2 separate regions of the Triticum aestivum genome follow, and region 2 is linked to region 1. The links are chromatin contacts, called in public Hi-C maps. All regions are on one chromosome and are shown on one strand. The core of a region is the stretch at or near the end of the contact, and the rest is flanking DNA. Distances in the headings are between cores, read along the strand shown. Region 1 holds the start of LOC123045388 (tyrosine-protein phosphatase RLPH2). Region 2 holds the start of LOC123045389 (neutral/alkaline invertase 3, chloroplastic).

The links. Hi-C and Micro-C count contacts between places; a contact is called where the count stands out from the background.
Region 2: a contact with region 1 is called in a Hi-C map of leaf, with 3 times the contacts expected there. The contact joins the promoter of LOC123045389 here to the promoter of LOC123045388 in region 1. A contact is called at or near these places in 2 of 5 Hi-C or Micro-C datasets (both in leaf).

Annotation. Positions count from the first base shown.
Region 1 is chr2B:451,080,546-451,086,133 of IWGSC CS RefSeq v2.1, reverse strand. LOC123045388 (tyrosine-protein phosphatase RLPH2) reads left to right here and starts at 1,503. Exons shown (of 4, transcript XM_044468420.1): 1 at 1,503-2,205. The coding sequence starts at 1,698.
Region 2 is chr2B:451,294,555-451,299,448 of IWGSC CS RefSeq v2.1, reverse strand. It overlaps LOC123045389 (neutral/alkaline invertase 3, chloroplastic), which reads right to left and starts at 2,201. Exons shown (of 6, transcript XM_044468422.1): 1 at 1,564-2,201; 2 at 1,126-1,294; 3 at 818-1,029; 4 at 1-383. The coding sequence starts at 2,076. It overlaps LOC123045390 (histone deacetylase 9), which reads right to left. Exons shown (of 14, transcript XM_044468428.1): 7 at 4,519-4,611; 8 at 4,324-4,432; 9 at 4,052-4,101; 10 at 3,889-3,979; 11 at 3,573-3,643; 12 at 3,294-3,392; 13 at 3,039-3,105; 14 at 2,433-2,791. The coding sequence ends at 2,706.

The DNA.
Region 1 (5,588 bases), core at 254-2,753:
AGAATCAATATAGCTAGCGGTTTATTTAAGATTCTGAGCTAATTTGTGCTACAAGATTTTGAGATATTGGCTATTTTGCTAGACAAAAGCTATTTTTGGTTCAAATTTCACATTTCAAAAAGTATGAAACAATTCTACTAGTACATAGTACATGTTCTCAGTAGTATTCTGGCAATTTTTAACCTTCTTTGAGCAAAAGAATTGAGAGTTAGTGGCATTTTTTTCATGCCGCTAGCTTTGCGCCCGCCCTCGGTTTTGTTCCAAGGTTCGCCACTGCCTACGCATGATTTACTTGAAGAAAAACTAGAGTGAACAATGAAGCTCCGCACATTCCTCAAATAATAGAAGAAAGCAAATTGCTGAACATGCATCCAGAGACATTGCTTAAGAGAAAAGACATGGGAGCATTACAACCTGATCCACATAGATTGAGCCTGAATCGCAGCATAGGGAAATCAATACCGTTCTTGGAACATAGCTACTGATCGTATCACCACAAATCTCCAGAATCAGCAAACCCTAGCCTAGTTTATTGAACCAAAAATCATCTGGCCATGAGAACAGTAAGAGATGGGGGAAGAAGTAATCTCATACCTTACAGGGAGAACAAACCCAGATCAGATCGAGCAGGACGACGCCGACGGCGGGCTGAGGATGAGGGTGCTCCGGCTTCTCCTCTAGTTCGCGCCTCAGATCAGGCAAGACGGCGTCGACGACGGGCTGAGGACGAGGGAGCGCGGCCTTCTAATCTACTTCGCCCCTTCCCCTGATTCACGCCTTCCCTTCTCCCCTTCCCGCGTCTGGTTCCCGCCCTTCTCTTCTCCCCTTCCCGCGTCTGGTTCCCGCCCTTCTCTTCTCCCCTTCCCGCGTCTGGTTCCCGCCCTTCTCCTCCCCCTTCATGCGCCTGGTTCCCGCCCTTCTCCTCTCGCTCTCGCGGGCTTTTGTTGGGCGAGTGTGGTGACGTACCGAGCGAAGCGACGGATCCCACACCGCGTCGGCCCAGCGGCAACCTCGTCGCTTTGTTAGGGAAGAGGCGAGTTCTTCTGCAGGATCCCGTTTTGCTCTGTAGGCGATAGGTTTGAAGGAGGTGGCATCAAGCATGACGATGTGGCGGCTAGGGCATCGGTCCACACTAGAGCGTTGTACATGCCCTTAGTGCTAACCCTATGACGCGCGCTCGGCCGGCTGAAGCTTCGGCCGGCGTGTAGACGCGAAACGTTTTCCTTTATTATTAGGGAAGATATAACTTTCAGCCCTATATGGAAACACATGCGTCCTTGCATTACGCCTACGCTTAACCTCAGTTTTCACATGCGTTTATGTCGTGTTAAAAGATTCATCTTTTGGGTAAAAAGTTGTTTCTTCGGTCAACATTTTTTTGGATGCACTTTGCGTACCCTCCTAATCTATCGATCGATCCGGTCGGGTCGAACCAGCAAAGCAGCTGCACGTGCAAACACCGGCCTGGGCGCCGTTTACAGATGGTAATTACTTCTTCCGCTCCCGGGATTAGGCTCCAAGGAAATATCGGCAAGATCACATCCACAGCCTTCGCAAGGCAACAAAATTGCAAGCGATTGCTGACAAACAGGTCGATTTCGACCGATCTCCTCCGCATATGTGGTTCTCTGCTGCCCTTGCCGCTTCTCCTCCCATCCTCCTTGTCCTCGGGCGCACGGGGAAACGACGCCGGCGGGATGGCTCCTCCCCGCGCGGTGATCTGCGTGGGTGACGTCCACGGGTACATTTCCAAGCTGGAGAGCCTCTGGGCGAACCTCCGGTCCGCGCTCCCCGCCGACGCCTTCGCCACCGCGCTCGTCATCTTCCTCGGGGACTACAACGACCGCGGCCCGCACACCCGCCGCGTCCTCGACTTCCTCCTCGCGCTCCCGGCCCGCCACCCGGCTCAGCGCCACGTCTTCCTCTGCGGCAACCACGACCTCGCCTTCGCCGCCTTCGTCGGAGCGCTGCCGCCGCCCCCCGACGGCTCCCCTTTCGCCGCCACCTGGGCCCAATACATCGACAACGAGGCCCACGAGGGATGGTTCCGCGGGCCGGGCCACGAGGACATGCACGTGCAAGGGAGGAGATGGGGCGGCGTCATCAAGGAGAGGTGGAACCCCAAGAAGGGCCTCCCGTACAAGGGCTCTATCTACGATGCTCAGCCCACCTTCGAGTCCTACGGCGTCGCCCATGGATCACCAGGTCAGTCTAGGAATTCCCCCCTATCAATGTGGTTACATGTGCTTCCATGCTGATCCAAAGAATACTAGTATTCATACTTCAATTGCTTATGATGTGAATTGCCACTGCCGAAGAAACGATCATATAATAAACTAGAGATATGGACATTAAAGTCAAAGTCATTAACAGAGCCCAAATGATGTGAGCCGTTGTTAAACCCTTACATATCCCACTTTCTCAATATTTTAATTACGGAATAGTGTCTCATCGACTGTGAAGCAGTAACACAGAACACCTTCCAGTATGAAGGGCCAGTTTTCATTCTTACAACATTGCAGTGGACAGTGCTGGAGCATAGAGACCACTTCACACTTCACAGTACTGACAACCACCTGTTTCGTCTCTAGAAAGTCTGCATAGCGCACATTCCTGACATTGCGGTTATTTACATACTTATGAACTATGATCATTATTTTTTCCGTGGAAACATTGCAATGCCTACTTTATTTAGATTAACAATCACCCTGTTTTTGGCAATACAAGAGTACACAATCAATATCGTATAGGTATTGAGTTATGTTCACTTAAATCAAATTAGTGGTTTACAATATGTGATTAATATTTATAGCACTATCATCGTGATATTAGCCTACATTAAATTAATTTGGAAAATGCTAATTATTTCCAACAATCCCCAAGCTTTATTTGTTTACTCAAATTTTGATTTAAGGCCTGCTACTGTTCTGAAACTGAACATGTTTACGGGTGTGCTTTTAAGAGTTGGCAAATGAAAACAATCTTGTAGTTCACGACTATGAATGTTAGTGGGTATTGGCTAGCACACCTGAAAGAATGCTTATTTCTGAATGGGAGGAAGTGTTCAAGGATGCCGCCACACTTTGTGGGTGCCGTCATTGGCGTGGCCGGAGACAAGTTGGTATACACGTATTTGAATATGCGTAATGCCAAGGAACCGTGGAATGCACTCGAAGCTAAGTTCGGCGCAACTGATCTAGGCAATCAACTGTATGATACGGAGCAGTTCCATGACTTAAGGATGGTTGACAACAGTCCCGTGCTAGAACAAACTCACGAGATACAAGCGATCGCTAAGGAATTTGAGCTCTTTAGGTGTGGGCGACTCAGACAAGTTTATCGCCGGATGCATTATTGCTAATCAGGCCGGGCATTCGGTTCCCACGAACCGATTGGTTTGGTGCTTTGGGTGTGGAGAAATTCGGTTTTCAGAATATGCTAACCGATCGGTTTCTTCAAAAAACGTTAACCGAGACTTTGGTCCACTAAAACATCATTTTGGTGCTCGGTTAACACAGATCAAGACTGATATTCTGTAAAACGCAATTGATGCATAAAATCTGAGCTTCAAGTGACCAAACACAACACATCTCCCATGAAAAACAAAGGTGGCGCATGCCCAAGCCCATTATTGGACTAGGACCAGGAAGGACTGAACCATCTGACCTTCAAAAGGACAACGAGCTATGTGAAAAGCGGAGCTGCGCGATTCCGCATGACAGAGGGAACATGGCGCACCGCAACTAGGGCTCATGCGTAAGCCAACTCAACTTGTCGACGTAGGAGTTTGGCATAGAAATCGAGTTCTAGACATGCCTATGCATGTGATCTGGATGTCTCAGGGGGACAGGAGCAGAGAAGGGGCGGCTAGAGACAGGGCAGGGATGAGAATGTCTGCTAGGGTGCGTGCATGTTCTGGAGGAGGGTTTCATCGCATTTGGTGTCAAGCAGCGGAGCTATTGGGCCATGGACCCCGAAGTTCTATCTGGAGTTGGGCCTCTTTGTTGGTGTCTCTTCGGTACTTCGGTGTATCAGGTACTCGAGGTGAACACCCGAACTAACCAAACTAACTACGGTTGCAGCGTTGATGACTGAAAATCTGATCAAATAAATAGGATTTCGGTGTATTCGGATTCGGTCCCGGTTAGTTCGTGCAGGTGCTTCGGTCATCCGTTTATATGCTCACCCTAAATTGCTAACCTTACTCCATGAAGAAACTAGGCCACTTCTCTAAAGTACCGAAGCCTGGAGATCTCTCATTGGATCTTTGGGTGTACGCGAAAGCAAAGTATACACACACTAAGGCTGGCCATAGTGGGAGAAACTTAGCTAGTAACATACTGCACCCCGAGGCAAAATGAGTCTTCATCTGAATAAATGAAATCTTGCATGATACTCCCTCCGTCCGGAAATACTTGTCAATGAAATCTAGATGTATTTTAATTCTAGATACATCCATTTTCATCCATTTATGCGACAAGTATTTTCGGACGGAGGGAGTACCACACATATATTACTACCCATTATGGAGGTCCTAACATAGAATAGTAACATATGCATGTTACTAGTCTAAGTTACTTCCCACTATGACCAGCCTAAGGAAGCTTAGAGACAGTCTAGCGTCAGTGTGGTGCAGAAAAGTCTCATGAGTTCGAAAGGAAAAATGTGTTTGATCAAATTACCAAGTTTAAGGAGCAGAACAAGCAGGGGCGGACCTAGACCAAAAACTTCCCGGGGTCCACATGTACGCCATAAATGATGGATACTATGCAATAATATACACAAAAGTAACCAACTAAATAGCTTAAAATGTCCAATAATAAAAAATAATTATCAAAATGAAGTGTTCCCTTGAAATTCTTGTTGATTGTGTAAAATTAAACAATAAAACATAACATCTCCAAACAATAGGAACAAATATGATCAGGCAACATAAATTCCCTCGTAATTCGCTGATTATTATGTTATCACAAGTGCACAAGGAGTTACACTATTTGTGTTTGTAGGCAGAAACAACAAATAAAGCTTGCTCATCGAAGTGTATGGTTGTGAAGTTAAACTTACTTGACATTGTGTCTTAATGCTGCCACGCGGTCGACAAATAATCCAAGGTTTCAAATGGATGTGAATCACTAAGGAAAATTTATCAAATCACAGAATCCGTATCTCTATTGTAATTCCCTTGAATTTGAAAACACCGGCCATACAATCTAGGTAAAGAATTAGAGAAAATTGGGATATGTACATATGTTTGAGACAAATTGGCGACCTTACCGAGAGCAATACTATTTCCTTTGATTATTTAGCAATCTGCAGCCGCCAGCGGATGATCGCAGGGGATGGCGGCTGATGAGTGGCAATTGCTCAGGGGGTGAGGGGCGGCGGCGCGACGGAAGGAGGCGAGCAAGCGCCAACCGAACTGGCGCAGGATAAGCACGTATGTGAGCGGTAGGATCCAATCGATCGATATCTTGTTTTCTTTGCTCCCTCGAGACGATGGACAGCCGTATGGGCCGTGCCTGAGCTCGCTCCAACTAAGCCAACGGGTGTCCAGATTTATTTTTTACCGGTGTCCAAGCCTCAAATAC
Region 2 (4,894 bases), core at 952-3,451, 210 kb before region 1:
AGATCCAGAATAGCATGGGATTGGCGGGTTGTTGCCAAACTGCTTACGATAGACCACAAGTTCCCCAGAGAAAAGAATCGGAAATCCATGTGAGCTGGTTGAAGGTTTCCAATCAAGTAACCCCCTTCCGGAGGGATCCATTCAACTAGCCACGGAGGGATCTGATCAGGATATATGTTAAACTTGTTGACAGCATCATAAGAATATTCTTCTGTTTTGTATCGATATATCTCATTTAGCTTTCTCTTGTCAAGCCAGTAATATTCCCTAATATGAAAAGAGAGCGCCATAAGCCTGTTATTTAGGGCACGGATCAAGTCAGCAGATCCATCTTCTGGGGTAAGCATCTCACGTGCACACAAGAGGGCTGAATAGAACAGTGACTGCACAAGAAATGAAAATGATATATGAGAAATCATGCATAAATAGCAGAAAGTAATCCTCACTCATCTACAGACTAGCAGGGGAGGATCACGTGGCACTATTAACCATAATCTTAGATTGACCTGAATAACCATGTTTTTAAAGACAGGTGCTTCGATTGGCCAATATTTGTGTTTCAGGCCAGAACTGTGCTCCGTGCAGTGAAATGAGTGATACCCAAAAAGAATTCAAGACATGTAAGAACTCTCTCATTCCTTGTGTAAAAATATACCAGACTCCATAACTGTATTTACTATTTAGTGCCTGTGCCATCGTCATATATGTTTGTGTTGCTATGGTTATGTGCTTTTTGCTGTTTATTGTGTGTGTGTGTGTGTGTGTGTGTGTGTGTGTGATGTTTCACTGCGCTGTTACTTTCGGACATTTGTGCTACCTGAATCTCCAGTGGGTGTCCATGGATACCCATTCGACGATCCATCATGCAGGAGCCATCAGTGACTAGCAACGTGGGGAACATGTCAAACCCATCAGCTAAGCAGAGCTTCAAGATCAATTTTATTCCAGTCTGGACATCGATTCTCTCGTGAAATGAAAGGTCTCCTGAACATTTTCCATATGCCCTCAATAATATGATCCACCATAGACCTGAAAACCATCATTAAGGCCCTCTTTTTTATGCTATATGCGCGTATTAACAGAGTCAACATTACCTGAATTAAAAGGTTTATTAAAAAACTTTACCCGAATCAACCGGTGCCACACGGCCTATAGCAGCCTCCCCAAAATCAGGATCGAGGACTTCCTCAGTTGCGCCTTCTTCATCACCTTCAAGCGGAACAACACGCACCTTGAAACTAGCTGGCATCAAGCCTTGCCCTGGACTGTGGCAGTCCATGGTTTTCTCCCAGCTCTATAGATGGTCAACAATCAGTTTTTACAAATTATTACAAGTTTCATACATGATAGGCAGTACATTGAGCAGAATGGTGTCCTGATTTATTGCCTTCAACTAGTAATTTCATATAGGTTGTGCTTAATCTTATTGGAACTGAGGAGCATCAAGATACATCAATGATTCAATTGCATATACCCATTATTAACAACACAAGTAAGAGGAGCATCTGTATTGACAGACACCAACCGACCGAAATACTCCTACTAGTATGAAGGGTGGGTGACCTGGAGCTGGAGCGTGTGCAGGATGAAGTTGCGGACGATGTCGTACTCCCCCTTGAGCAGGAAGGCGATGCCCGAGGGCACGAAGTCCCGGATGAAGACCTGGTCGTAGTTGAGCGGGCTGGAGTCGTTGGGGTCACAGGCGGCGATGGTGCCCACGGGGCTGCCGCAGTAGCTCACCACTGACTCCCGGAGGAGCGCCCACGCCTCCTCCTCCAGGTCGCTCGCCGCGCGCCGCCTCTGCTGCGGCGCGTGATCGGCGGCGCCGTTCAAGTCCCTCCCGGCGATATCGCCGGCGGGAGCGGGAGCGGGAGGCTTGAGGGCGGGGTCATGGTCGTGCGCTCTCGGGTTGCTGCTGGGATGCAGCGAGCTGGCGGCGCGGGGAGGGTTCCGCCGCCTCCCGCCCTTCCTCGCATGGGATCCGACCCCGACCCTGAGGGAGGTGAGCCGCGGGGGCGCCGCGCCGGAGCATCCGAGATGCAGGCGCAGCGGGGCGGCAGCCTGTGCGATCCCCATGCGATGGGAGGAGCCGTCGAATCGAACCTGTGTTGAGCCGCAAAAGCGAAACTGACGGGATTGATTGGCTGTGCGCGGGGCACGAGGGGGATGCAAACAAAGGCGTTCCAGTGGGCGAAGCGAAGCGCCGTTTTGGCTGCTTGTCGGTGAGGCCGTCCGTCACGGAGGGGTGGGCGACGGGGACCCGTGCGTGGCCACCACTCGGTGCTTCTCTCCCTATGCACGCCACGCCTCTCCCTGCCTCGATGCTAGTCTCATCTAGTTTTGCCTCTATGAACGTTATCAATCAGTTGCTTTTCCAAATTTAAAAGGCCACCCATATAAAGAATAATCCAAAGGCTAAATAAAAAAGTACGTACTGAAAAGATGGTACTCCTTTTGCCATTGTATGAGACTGCGTCAATTAATTCGGATTGGAGGGAGTGTTTAAGTACAGCGAAATCGTACGATGTTGTACAAGTCAGGAAGTGTTACATTCTCCCACAATGCTTCCCAGCCCTAGGCGTTAGATCCTCCTAAAATGTCAACCAGCCAACTATTTCCCATCCCACGATGTTAAACTGAACAGCTGCTGCTGCTGCAGGAAAGACTTTCAGCTTCCACCTACATACATCACCAAGATGCCGATTTCAATGTCCGCCGTCATCATGATCATTGTCATTGTCGCCTTCATAGTACTCGTCGTCACGATGAACCTGCTTGTCTTGGGTATGCTCTGCATGAAATAATACACACTTCTGTAAAGAAATAGTATGATGGCACGGTTCAAAAGTGGCTGAATGAAGAAGGATACAGCCAATTTAAGAATAAATAGATAACATTTATTTCATTTCAGGGGAAATTTCTCATTATGTGGCGTGCATATGCTTCGAGAGGACAATGGCGAGTTTGCACGGAGAAATCATCAAGTTTTTACTCGTCCAAATGAGCACTGTCAGACATGCCAGAGGTATTTCACTTACGATCAACACGTTCATCAGGATCCAGCTCGTCTTCATCAAAATCCGGGACATAGAAATCGGGTGGAACCTGCAAAATAAACTCATTATGTATCCGGTCTCTGCTCAGAAACAACAAACTACACTATCCTGGTGGAAGCAAGAAAAATAAAGACAACAAAAGATGCAAAGGCGTATTCTAGTCTTCACATAGTATCCATCCCCAGTTTTAATTGGGATGTTTCAACAACCAACAAGCAAATGGGAATACAAACTAACCTCTTGCATCTGAACGCCAGGTGCATGTTGTATGGCCCGCAAACTCTCCATTACTTGCACTTTGATTGAACTGAGATACGTCTTACTATTCAAGTTGTCCTGGTCCATTCATCAATAGGAAGACAAATATCATTTGCACATCTACACATCTCTAAAGAAAGAAGTTGATATTCTAGTTAAGCGTACCCAACATATAAAAACATGACGCACCAAACAACAGTTAAATCCACAACACCAGGCAGGCATAGAGTTAGAAAGATCAATCAGAAAGGTTCATACCATGTTCAGATTTGGCACTTTCAATGTATAATCTGGACCGAAGTACTCAATGTATTCATTGTCAGGGATCTCTGCAAAGAAAATGCCATGTAAAACTCCGGACAATGGATAACCACTAAGGAAGAATTGCTTACAGAAAGTAGTACTATAAGGGAAGAGTATTAGGACAGTATTGGATTCATTTTCACTTTTCACCTTAAAAGATCAAGAAAAGAAGAAAAAGAATACAAGAAAAATGCCGCTATATTGAAGGATTACTAGCTACTGACACTCAAACCAACAAGGTTAAGGGGAGCAGAACAAACAAATGAGATACCATTTGGGAGTTCTGTGTCTAGAAGAACCCCAGTTTCAACAGCCCAACAGCGTGCTACATTCTCTTTGGTGTACCCACCACCTCCTGTCACCTGCATGTTTGAAATACATGAATATCCTAGAAAGAGCAAAGATAATCATACGATGATAGTTTTCTCCCTTACCAGCAGCGGGATTTTAAATTTCTTAACAAACTTTACACATTCAGCATGGCCTGTTTATGGAAACAGATCAAGTTAGTAAGTATAATAATAGATTATCCGAGTGAGTTAGCTCAATGAAACTGAAGTCCAAAGGACCCCAAATACCATCAACGCAAGAAAATTCTCAGAATACAAAATTTCAACAGTGGGGACAAGGTAATCGCGGTTAGTTTATACATCTGGATGTTTTGCCAAATCTATAGTAGCACGTAATATCAAGTTTCAGAGAGTACCTTCTATTGAAAGATTGAAACACCCTAGGCGGTCTCGCGCCAATGAATCAGCCCCACATTGAAGAACAATAGCACCTGGCAGATATGTCTCAACAACTTTGGCAATAATCTACATGATAAGCAACATTACATACCTCAATAAGAGTAGCGAACAAGAACATGAATAAACATAAAGTAATGCACATTGACTTTTACCGTTTTAAAAAGCCGAGTAAAACTGATGTCATCTATGCCATCTTTAAGTGGGATGTTGATTGCATAATATTTTCCTTCCCTGTCTCCCATATCCTTCAAAATGACAGCCAGGTAAATCGATATGAAGAGCACATCCTTCTAAAATGAAGCTAAATTTTTTAAAGCTCTCATCATCATTACTTAACAGCACGCGATATTGAACTATTTAAAAACAAAGCAAGATGCAAGCTCTGTAAGCGCCATTTTTTTCAACATGTTAATAAACAGAAAAGCGCACATTTCTGCTCATATCGAACCTTGCCCTTCCTCTATGTGAGTTACAAACTCTAGTGATGGGGTAATTTTGATTGGAGAACTCGCAACTAAAATCAAAGAC